2 separate regions of the Danio rerio genome follow, and region 1 is linked to region 2. The links are chromatin contacts, called in public Hi-C maps. All regions are on one chromosome and are shown on one strand. Each heading gives the region's core, a stretch centred on a gene start, on an enhancer-like site or on the middle of the called end of the contact. The rest is flanking DNA. Distances are from core to core; before and after follow the strand shown.

Evidence for each region. Hi-C and Micro-C count contacts between places; a contact is called where the count stands out from the background.
Region 1: a Hi-C map of hematopoietic stem cells shows a contact between it and region 2, with 4 times the contacts expected there. The contact joins the promoter of jade1 here to the promoter of mrpl57 in region 2. A contact is called at or near these places in 4 of 18 Hi-C or Micro-C datasets (caudal fin, embryo, hematopoietic stem cells and 1 more) and 1 of 4 datasets of contacts at active chromatin or transcription factors (embryo).

The regions. Positions count from the first base shown.
Region 1 is chr17:28,293,550-28,300,051 of GRCz12tu, reverse strand. It overlaps jade1 (jade family PHD finger 1), which reads right to left and starts at 1,859. Exons shown (of 11, transcript NM_199805.1): 1 at 1,778-1,859. asmt2 (acetylserotonin O-methyltransferase 2) reads right to left here. Exons shown (of 9, transcript NM_001110477.1): 8 at 4,264-4,386; 9 at 3,468-4,149. The coding sequence ends at 3,938.
Region 2 is chr17:28,079,563-28,085,690 of GRCz12tu, reverse strand. mrpl57 (mitochondrial ribosomal protein L57) reads left to right here and starts at 1,892. Exons shown (of 2, transcript NM_200775.1): 1 at 1,892-1,927; 2 at 3,671-4,137. The coding sequence starts at 3,703. The coding sequence ends at 4,014. ttc7b (tetratricopeptide repeat domain 7B) reads right to left here and starts at 649. Exons shown (of 20, transcript NM_001080603.1): 1 at 483-649. The coding sequence starts at 603.

The DNA.
Region 1 (6,502 bases), core at 610-3,109, 210 kb before region 2:
GCCAGCACACACAGGCCATACGAATTTAGAAACCTAACATACACCAATTAAGATACTTTATTTCACACGTTATATATACTTATACGACAGCTTAATATGAAGAATTGAACTATATTAGGTAATCCATCCTTAATCTGACTCCTTCAAAAAGTGTAAACAATGTGGCGCTACCAACCGTTGCTGTTTGGTTGAGCATCGGGACAAACATGGACTGAACCAATAGCATGAGTCTGAGGGCGGGACTAAGTGTTGGATTACCCACTGTCAGACGGGGGCGTGTGCGAGAAATGTACACACTTCACCTTCACCAGTTTTTGTTATTCTGCTCTAGGTAGGGTATTGAAAACATGCTAAACTAATGTAATTTCCCTAATCTCAAATATCTAACAAGAAAACAGAAAATAAACTGAGCAACTGGTGCACATGAGAACAACGTCACTCAAGTTTTGATGTAAGAATATAATGCATCATCATATTAGTTTATGATCAATATATAATATGGAGGTAACGTTATATGGACGTACGGAGTGTCGTAAACACAAATACTACAATGACAAACAACTCAGAAACAAACCTCAGAGCAGCTTTAGGCTTTTTTAAAATTATTTTTACCTCGACACACCTAATATTTCACTAGCAAACACAGTTTCAGGTGAACCACTTAAAATCAGTTTGACTAACTGTTAACTGAGAACCAATAGAGAAAAGCAAACCCATGCCGATTGGGATATACGAAAAAGGTTTAGATATGTTAAACTTGTTTTTTTATTAAGTTAGCCAAGATCATACAGTTAAAAAAATATTTTAACAGTTAAAATATCACAGGTACCAGCTAAATCCAACGGTACAAGTAGAGGAAAAAACGAAACAACGTTACAGCAGGACATCTACCACTCGACAGCAGATTCACGCAGCGCAAACGCTGAACGTGACGCTGCTGGCAGACCACGCCCCTTGACGTCACATAGCTGTCCATTTCAATGCCAGTTAGCAAATTAAAAACAAAACTATTAATACGCGTTTCCTCACGAATCAAAATGAATTTTGCAGCGTTTTTATACACAGCTCCTGCTGCTCGTTTGTATATTTAAGCACAGACGTGCTGCATAAAGAAAATCCAGTTGTGCTGGAACATTCGTTCGATTTAAAAAAGTAATTTCTATTGCGCAAATCTATAAATTTACAGAATTTAACTTCTAACGCAAGCCCCTAAGAAAAGTTACTATTTTTCACCGTTATTTTCACAACATCATGGCAGTGCTGAATCCGGACCAGCCCAGGCAGTGGCACGCGGAAAACTGTCTAATAGTCCTCCGAAAATATGCAGAATCCGTACATAAATCAAAAGTGGAAAACACCGACGTGTATTTGACGCCAATTTCAGGTTCAATTGCAAAACTTTAAGGCCAAATAGCACAAGCCGAGCAGTCAGGCCAGGGCGCGCGCGCCTAACTTGCGATATGACGCTTGGACACACATACACACACATGCGCGCGCACGACCAGCACCTACGCGATTCAAAGTAACAACCAAATATTCACGAATACCACATCCGCGGCTCATAGAAATCAATAAAGAGGCCACATGCATGAAAACATTTATTTAGGGCAGCGTCTGCTCCTGCTCAACTTAATCTTTTGGCGCCATTTTAATGACGTGCTACATTTGCACCGGACCATCTGCATGAAGAGCTCGCGGAAATCCTGGAAAACACTTGCACCTCCCTGCCTGGAAAACACACATACTATAGCACAGCGAGAAAATCTGGTGTACCTACATAAACAGGTCTGGCTGATCCTGCGCTGGCGTTTCTGTGGCGCTTGCTCAGAGTTTGAGTAGTCGCCTCTCCTCTCCTCCACCCCACACACACAAACACATGCAGGTTACGTATGCGCGCCGCCGCTGCTTGTTTCCTGCAGGGGGCGCTAGTGCGCGCGCGCACGCACATACGATTATCATGACTTCCATTTCAGCTGTTTCATAATAACCACATCTGTTTTGACTGGAGATGACGATGATGATGACAGAGTTTAAACCCACTATTTTTATTTTAAGATAAATCCTTGGCGGAAAACTGTTTAAATAAAGGAAAGTGTCATGTTATGTCATCACTACTAATCCAAAGTGGGATAAAATATGTAATAATAAATCTTAAATATCCAATCAAATAATTTTAAGCTTCAAAATAATTCTTTTGAGTTGTTTGTTTGCTTTATGAGAGGGTGAGGTGCTTCACAAATATCCTGAACCTTTGGAGAAGATACAAAATGCAAAGACTGTAAATCCCATAGGATCACTTCCCAGCAATAGGCTTTGTTCATTTTCCTTTATTAGATTTTTCCGTTGGAAAATATAAATGTTTGCCACATGATCAAGGGTGGAGCATGTGTTTACAAGAAAAAAACTGTACACAAACAAAAGATCTAAAATAATGATTTAAAAAAAAAACTTTTAATATAATCATCCTTTGGCCACCCAAGGTGTGGACTTTATTCCTTCAGTAGAATATAAATAAGGTTTTTAGCGTAAACTAAGGTCTTTGGTATTCAATTAATTGCAAATGAAAGGGTACCAGTAGTTTGAGAGTGACCAAAAAACATAAACACAATACAAAGTTTATATCTGTGCCTCTTTATGAGACACTGGACGTCTTCTGAAGAATAGTAAATGGTCTGTGCAAGAAATTGAGCCTTATTCATTCTTTTATTTTATTTTCGGCTTAGTACCCTTATTAATCTGGGGTCACCACAGTGGAATGAACTGCCAACTTATCCAGTATATGTTTTACGCAGCGGATGCCCTTCCAGCTGCAACCCATCACTGGGAGACATCTATACACACTCATTCACACACATACACTATGGCCAATTTTAGCTTACCCAATACACCTATAGCGCAAGTCTTTGGACTTTTGGCAGAAACCGGAGCACCCAGAGGAAGCCACACAAAAATGAGGAGAACATGCGAACTCCACACAGAAATGCCAACTGATCCAGCCGAGGTTCAGACCAGCAACCTTGCAGTGAGGCGATCGTGCCACCCACTGCGCCATCGCATCGCCAAATTGAGCCTTTTTTACAACAATATTAATCCACAGTGTTAAGCAAACAGTGTGTTGATGACAGTCTGGAGCACAAGCTTCACGTAAACAATGTTCAGTTTCTCGACTGATTGTTATGCTTCCTAAGACTGCAGCGTGTCAGCAGGACTCTCAGTGTACTAGTAGCCACTAATTAGCATTTTATTAATCAGCAAGGACCGAAGTTTCGGCTACAAAATCTCATTTAATATTCTGTATATTAATATACTAACAGCAAAAAAAATAATAATTCTGGGTGAACTATCCCTCAAAAAATCCATTAAAACAACCTCCTGTAGTAGGATGAGTAAATTAACTAGGAGTTGTCTGGAATTTTTGACAAAACAAAATCATCATATTGATGAAACTGAATGATATGGATGCCTTGTTTAGTTAAACATCTCCTGCTGCTATTTTATTTACACATTATGCATGTTTTTTCATGTTTTATACATTGTTAGTACAACCAACAACCACTAGGGGTCAACACGCAACCATTTATCAAGATGGCAGTGCAAAGATACACCAGACAGGATGGAGGGAGGAGCTTATTTTTGACACATCACTGGCCAATGAAAAACAGCTCCTGTCCCACCGCCTCTCAGACCACTTCTGTAGGCCTCAGGGAGGAAGATTCACAAATAACTACACCTAATCTCTACCAAGACTTCAGTCTTCAGGAGGAAATGTAAGGATTAGTAGTGTATTTACATTGTGATGGAGAAAATACTCTTTTATCATATTCCCAAAACAAACAACAAACGTCTGACGTGTGCGTGAACACGATTACTGATGTGTCTGATCAAAACAGGACTGCAGACAAGGCAGAAAGGGTACTAGAATCACTTTGGTTCTTGTTCATTTGAGTGCCAGAATAGCATCGTATGATTTTCCGGTCCGACAGACCTGCACGTCACTGAATCCTGCATCTGTGAGCAGGTGTGTGTAATACGACGGTGGATGTTCCTTCCCTTCGGTCTGGACCAGCATGTTCAGAGAAAAGATCTGAACCATAGTTGGACCTTTGCGGGTCTCAAACAGCAGAGCCTCTGCTATCAGGACACCTCCACCTAGAGATGGTAAGGAGGACAAAAGGGCGAGTCAGATGCTTGATGTCCTTTGAGGGCCATTGATTACTACTGTTGATCTGGTAATCTTGCTTTATTGAATGTGGTATTTCTCACCTGGATGACATGCTGCGTGAATCTTCCTCAGCAGCTTGAGATTTTTCTCCTCTTTCCAGTCATGAATGATTCGGGCAAGAATGTATAAATCTGCTGGAGGGATTTCCTCTTCAAAGAAGTCCCCTGCAAACACAGAGATTAGAAAAACTATAGTAGAGTTATATTTCATCACTGCAGTTTTACATTACAATTTAAATGTTCTAAATCTTTTGTTTTAAGTTTATGAAAGTCTCATGCTCACCTAAAACATGGTGATAGTGTATATGAGATGATATATATATATATATATATATATATATATATATATATATATATATATATATATATATATATATATATATACATACATACATATATACATATATATAAATACGTAGATTTTTTTTGTTTTTTTTTGTTAAAGAGACAGTTCCCCCCACATGAACACACACATTTCAGTGTTATAAATGCTTTTTAATTCTGTTTTACACAAAAAGAAGATATATTGAATAATGTTGAAAACCACTGACATCCATAGAAGGATAAACAAATACTATTGATGTCAATATTTACAGGTTTCCTACATTCTTCAAAATAACTTTTTTTCTATTCAACAGAACTCCCACTTTAACTAATCCTGTACATTCATTTTCCTTTGGCTTAGTCCCTTAATTCATCTTGAGTCGCCACAGTGGAATAAACCGCCAACTTATGTTTTACACCAGTAGATGCGCTTCCATATTAGGAAACATCCATACACGCTCATTCACACACGTACACTATGGCCAAAAAAAATTTTTTAATTCACCTTCACCTCATGTTTTTGGACTTTGGGGGAAAGCGGAGCACCCGGAGGAAACCCACATGACCACGGGGAGAACATGCAAACTCCACACAGAAATGCCAACTGACCCAGCCGGGACTTGAACAAGTGATCTTTTTGCTGTGAGGCGATTGCACCGTGTCGCCCTAGTCCTATACAACTGAGTGTTTGTTTGTTTGTATTTTTGTAGTTTTATATTTAGCTTTTGGCTTAAGGTGGAAGTCAGAAATAACAAGTATGGTCAATCCAATTACTCTTTACACACAGCTGAGGTGTTTATCCAGTCACACTGCATCAGTTGGCCAATCAGAACAATGATGTATTTTGGCTGAAAGAGCTCAAAAGTCTGCATCTAAAATTCACATTTCCCGACTATATACCAGCTGAAAAACGAGATGACCAGAAGTATGTTTTAATTCAAAAGTACCAGGATGACACTGTGGTGGTGAATGTAGTACTGAATATCCAGATTACATTCATACTACACACATTTATACAACTCACTCACTCACTCACTCACTCACTCACCTTCGGCTTATTCCCTCATTTTTCAGGTGGTCTGCACAGTACAATAAACTGCACACATTTATATAAAAAATAAATAACACAGGGTCCTTACACCTTTTTCACCCTAAATTCCAGCACTTTTCAAGCACTTTCAAGGTGCATTTGTGTGCTTTTCCAGCACCTAATGACCACGATTAATTACGTTTATATATGTTGTATGTACTTTTTCACATTTAAATGCATTGTGCTATTTTGAAAAACAAAATATGACATTTCAACTTAAATTGTTGAGTACTTTAGTGCATAAATTTATTAGGATAGTTAACTTAAAAATGATTAAAAAATTAATTTTTAAAAGTTCAGTTATTCGATGAAGTGTGTTTTTAAGTTTGGCCTCTTTCTACCTAAAGTTGATATCTTAAGAAATGAGCTTACAGTCAGATTTTGTTTGGGTGTTGTACCAAACTTTCATGACCAATCGTTCATGATATTTCATGTGCATTGCTATTTTTTCTTTTTAGCAGTCATTGGATTGGCGTTTCAGGTGCAAAGATACTTTCTGAGTGAATGTCTCCTAAATGCGTATGAAGCTAATAGCGCCAAAACAATCTGAATTTGTATTGTGTTAATCTGAATTCTTAAAAAAAAACTTGAAACTGTTTTTTTTCCATACCCAATATCTGCAGTCTTTGAATTCAGAACAAATGAAATTTAAAACGAAGTCTATAAAAATCTGACTTAAAAAAATTAAGTTGTCTTAAATTTCAGATGTTCAATTATCAAGTTAAAAAACACACATTCAAAACTTTTCTAATGGGACATAATCAGTATTATTACCTAACAATTGTTAATAATTCAATTTAACAATTCAGATTGTTTTGGCTCATTATTGGCTCCATAAATACACGCATGCTGTGAACATTTTGGAAT
Region 2 (6,128 bases), core at 643-3,142:
TATCCTTTTCTTTATCTGTTTGTTAATGTTGTTGATTTTTTTAAAAGTGTGAAAATGCAACAATCAATTATTTAACTATCTATCTGAATCACTGTTTTCAGCAATGATAACACAGAAAACACTAATAAAACCACAACACATCCTCTCAAGAAAATAAACCAAACAGCAACTCTGTATAACTTTATAGAGTTGACAAAAATGTGAATGATTATCACTTGTGAAGATGAATGGACACAGCTATGAGCAATCAGGAAGTGTGCTGGGCAGATAAACGGGATGCTACTTAAAGGACATCAATATCGCAGCCCCGTCAACCTAAGATTAAAGTATTCATTGAGTGAAACATTACACATGTAGAAAAATGTCCATGAATGAATCAGACTGATCTGCCATCAGGCCTGAGACACACACAGAGAGAGAGAGAGACAGACTGTCCGAGCTAACGCGTTAGCCATGAGAAAATAAAGATAAATCACTCTCACCGTTGGAGATGAGTTTCGCCGACAGCTGCCGCACGAGCTCTGGTATTTTGTCCCATTGTCCCTCAGATCTACAGCGCTCTATTTCAGTCTCTAATCGCGACCCGGACTTTCTGGCTGTCATCTTTCCACCACCTCCTGACCAAAACACGACCAGAGCCGCAGCACAGAAACATCAAAGACCTGGAGAGGACGACAAAAACATGAACGGGAATACGCTTCCGGGCCACGAAACTGAACGCTGATTGGATAGATTCCTGTCAGGTGATCTTTTTAACTATAAAACATGGTTTTGATTTGCTTTTTTATATTTACTTCTTTTTATATTATTTGTTTTGACTGGGCAATCATAGCATACAGTAGTTATTATTTCTGAATAATGAGTTCTGCAAATGATCTAGTGTCAGGAGGAGACGAAGCTGTGAAAATGTTTGGGAATAAATGCAAAAAAAAAAAAAAAAAATCAAAAATAACTACAAATAAATACTAAATAATTAAACAAATTAAATGAAAAAATAAACAAGCTAGGATTTTATTAAGATGAATAAATATATAAACATCAGCATAGCAAATTATCAATTGAAAAGTAATTAAATTAATTAACTTAATAATAAGCAAATACAATGATTGTATGATTTGCAATAATAAAAAAAATAACAAAAATCAGAATACAGATTAAAACAAAATAATACATTGGTAATATTAAGAAGTAATTTGATATATTGCTTAAAAATTAACAATAATACATTTTATACATGCGTAAATAAATAACAATACATTGCAAACGTATAAAATGAATAAATAAACAAAGGAATATATACTATTATTAAATATTTTATTAAAATAAAAACTGTAAAAACTGAATCATTGATGTGAATCATTGATGTGCAATCAGCTACAATCATTTAAAAATGTCTAACAACTTTTATTAAACCTCAACAAATAACAAACTGCATTCACATTTACCATGAATGTTACGTAAAGTAATATATAATAATGATATTAATAATATTTATTATTATTTCTACTCATTTCTTTAAAAAAGTAACTAACAAAGTAATCGATAAATATCGAAAAAAATATCTTCAATATTTTAATAAAAAACTAAAAAACTAAAACATATCTGAGACTCACTGTTCTGCTTATGGGATGCCTATTTGTCAGCAAACAATTAGGATATGTGTATATAAGTAATTAGCCTTACTGTATTGAAGTAGTTTAATTCATACACGTTTATTTTGTTGATTTTTATTAGTTACCTAAACGCAGCTCTTTCCCTCTCATAAAGCGTCCCTTCCAGGTTTTTGTAGTTCACCAGCCAGCAGAGCGCACTGTACTGTGACCGCCGGTGCTGTAGGAGGCGCTACAACCAACAGCCCCCTGAGTCTGACATTCACAGAATCGGTCTGCTTGCGGCATGCTGGCCGTGGATTTGAAGACGAAATTATGTAAGTAATTTATTGTGCTTCTCAGTAATATTATATAAACTAGTGATGCTCATCTCTAGATATATGTTCTTAGGAATACATTGGTTGTGTATCGCCTGAACAGTTTTACTCGCTTACTCGCTTTTTACCTGCATAGTTGTGTATGATGTACTCTAGGATTCATTTAAACGTGTTACAATGCTAATGCGACTTATTAGATATTTAAAACGGAGGTTAGATCATGCTATCTTTAAACTTTGCTTGTTAATCTGTTTAATATGCTGTTGATTTGATGTCTTTGCCATTTAATGTCAAGGTCAGAATTATCTTTTAGCAGTTCACGAGTAAGTTAATAAGTCTACATTTGATAGGTTCACGTGTGTATTGTTTATGGGTTTAAAGACATCAGCACGAATAACAAAATCTACTGTTTAAGACTGAGTAGGCATTCCCAAGAATATACATAGACATAAGTGCATTGTGAATGTCATTTTAAAGGGATGGTTCATCCTCCCCCATCCACCATAGAGGTAAAGTTGGTTTTATATTCACACATTCGTTCATTTAGCAGTCTATATATTGTTTACTATGTTACTTTGAATATTCGATCGGAATTAGCATGGAAGTATGATTTGAAAACAACATTAACACTGTTTATTTGACTGTGAACAATGTTGTACTTTGATAGTCATTTGCTGCTAATATGATTTACCTATTTAGAATTTCCAAAGAATACTTTTTATGAAAGATATTATTAAGGGGAATGTCTGAATATCCGAATATAAAACCAACTTTACCTCTATCCATCCACCCATTGTATTTACATCATGCAATACATTGATTTTCATCTCATTTGTATTTAATGGCAATTTAGATATTTAAATTTTAGAATTAGTAAAATGGTGTTAAAACTAATCCACATTTCTGATGAATATTGTTCATCAAGCAGTACATAAGGAAACAGAATATGAAATTTCTAATAAGTCCATCGTTCCTTAAAGAAAGACACCATAATTAATATTAATAAACGTATATTATGATTCAGTTGCTAAAACTGACTATTGGCTCCCATGATGGCATTTTTAAATAAAAATAAAAAAACACTTTTTATTTGTATTCTAATCATAAGTGCACTAATCTTTGTTTTGTTTTGGGGCAGTTTTATAGTTATGCTCTGCATTCAAATGCAATATCTTCTTTATATTTTAATGGAAAAACAGTATGTGAGCAGAGTGGTATTTTTGAGTTCATAACATCAGCCAAAACAGCCATCAGCCCTGTAGTAAATTTGAAGTGCTAATATTAACATGACTGATAGAATTAAGTCATCAGTCCTCCGATTAAAAAAAAAAAAGACAGCAAAATTTATAAATGTATATTTTTATTGGAATTAAATTATACTTGACTTATCACTCACTTGAAACAAAAACACCTTTTTTATCATAGACTTATTATTCACAGCTCATATTTATCAAGGGTGCCAAATTTAAGTGAATGGCTGTTTATGATCTATATATATTTCCAGCAAAATGTGTGCCAATAGATATAACATAAAACACATTGTTCACAAAATTCCTGTAATAATTATTGTTTCCTTTGTATCACCATATTATATATATATATATATATACATATATATATATATATATATATATATATATATATATATATATATATATATATATATATATATATATATATATTAAATGTGCAATTTTGTAATGTCTGTTGTGTCATCTGAACTGCTTGTGGTATTTTCCACAGCTTTACTCTCGTAGCCCTTCACTAGCTTGAGAATGTTCTTGACTCTAGCACTGTTGCGGAAGGGGATTCCAGGAAAGCAGTGGATTGGGAAGTATCGACGACCACGACCTGTTACCTGGCAGATAAAGCGGAATGTGATCAAACGGCTAGAACAAGAAGCAGAGAATGAATACTGGATCAGCCGGCCATTCATGACGCTGGAACAGGAGCGAGGCCACGCAGCACAGAGGCGAGAGTGGATGTGGCAGCAAATCAAAGCTGAGCGACAAGCCAAGTTTCCTGAACACAAATACATCGCAGACCAACTGAACCACCTAAGGGTCACCAAGACCTGGCCCAGCTAACCAGAACATCACAGACTGATGGATATCTGATGGATGGAGATGAAATCATACTAGTTTTTGTCTTTGATATTTGCTCTGTTGTACATCTGTGTGTTTCTGTTTATAAATGATTTCTAATCATCACATTTGGCACCTCCTCTGTTTGTGATATAATATTTTGTGTTTATGGTGTATTCTGAAGATCAAAACCTACAGTTTTTTGAAATCTGTTTGTCACTACTTATTTGAAGTTATTTTACAGCGTTAAATGAGCAGATTTATAAGCACTCCTAACAAAAAAGATAATGTGGAGAAACTGGTCCAAAGTACACTTTAGTGATGGAAAAAAAGTTTAATTTGGGTCTAATGGAATACAATATGTTCGTCATCAAACTGGGAAAGACTGAACCTTGAGTATGTAAAGAAGTCAATTAATGATTGAGTTGGAGTGTCAGGGTTTGTGGATGTTTTTATGAAGAGGAGTTGGGCCTCCTATAAAGCTACATAATCTTCTTCTTCCTCCAGCAGCGCTAGCCCCTTGTAGAGCCTCGGTCTCTTCAACCACTCCCCTCCAGCCCTTTGGATCCAATGCTCGATTTCTCCAAGCATGCAGTCCTAGGAAACGTAGATTTTCTTCTACGTTGTCTAACTACCTCTTCCATGGCCTGCCAGGACATATTCCTTCTGGCTTTAGCTTGTACACTTTTTTTAACAGCTCTCTGTTTAGGAAATCTTTCTGAATGGCCCAGCCATCTTAACCTGTTCCTCTTTATTTCTGTGACCAGGCTTGGCTCACCATACTGGTTTGCCACTTCTGCATTACTCCTTATCCACCATTCACCTTGGTCACAGACTGTTCCAAAGATCCTTCTCAAAATCTTTCTCTCCCATGCATTGAGAAGCAGTTCAATTTTAGAGCAGCAGAAGGAGCCCTATCACAAAGCAAAATGGGTAAAACAGTCAATTAAAGTTTGAAATAATGAAATGTCCAGCCTAGAGTGCTGATCCATACCCGATTGAAAATTTCTGGAAAATCCTTGATGACAACATTTTAGCTAAGAAACGCTAGTTAATGAACTGTGGAGGAAGAAAATAGACGAATGTAATTTCTGACTGCTGTAAACAAAAGAAATTTTTGGGTGATAAAACCATTGCAATACTCCAATTTTAATGACCATCTATTAACAAACAGGGTTATTTGTAAAACACTGCTCTACTAGCACAGTTAATTTCCTCTACATCTGAAATGATAATTATTAGACTATTTCTGGAAAAATCAAGTGTTTATAATTAACCTACTTTTCATCTTCATTGTAGTTTCACCATGTTAAATATATAATTTAATAAATTAAATATATAATTTATAATTTAAATATATTAATAGCATGATAAATTCAGTTCAGTTATAAGGCCATTTCCAGTCCTGAATTCTGGCAGCAGGTAGTGGGTGGAAAGAGAAAGTGCTCATTAGTACCTACCATCAAAATCTGAATATACAAATCCATTCTGCAATGTAAGATGACACTATCAGACTAAAACTTCATGTAAACAGCCACTTATTTCAATGACTACCTTTGCTAGCTGTCATAAGAACTGTTTCTGTAGTCAGAGCAAATAAAGGGATGTTAAACAAATGACAGATAAACATCATATGCCCACCTTTAGATTTTATAATAGGATACATTAATATGCTGCCCACGTTTCCTTACTGTAGCTTTTCTGGGTCTGTCAGTGTTGATTGATTAGCATTAGTTCTTTGAGAAAAGTAACACATCATGTTTAGATATTTTAAGCTGAGTTACTTAACATCACCAGCAGAGGTCAACATCGTTTCACTAATCATGAAATCACAAACTCGGAAGCATAAAAGTCCAGATTTTGAATTCATCTTTTGTATTTGCAAAAAATAAATAAAAAAAATAAAAAACAATCTATGTGTATTTCGGAAGTGCAATTTACCAGCAGAAGTTTTGCTGTGGTCAGTCTTCACATCTAGATGTTTAAACACTGTTAAAGTAAAAAAAAAAAAAATAGTGAATATAAATAATTGTAAATAAAAGAAACTAAACAACAAAATAATTGTTTTAAGAAAGCATTAATATATTAATATAAAATCTCGCCATAACGTAAAACGG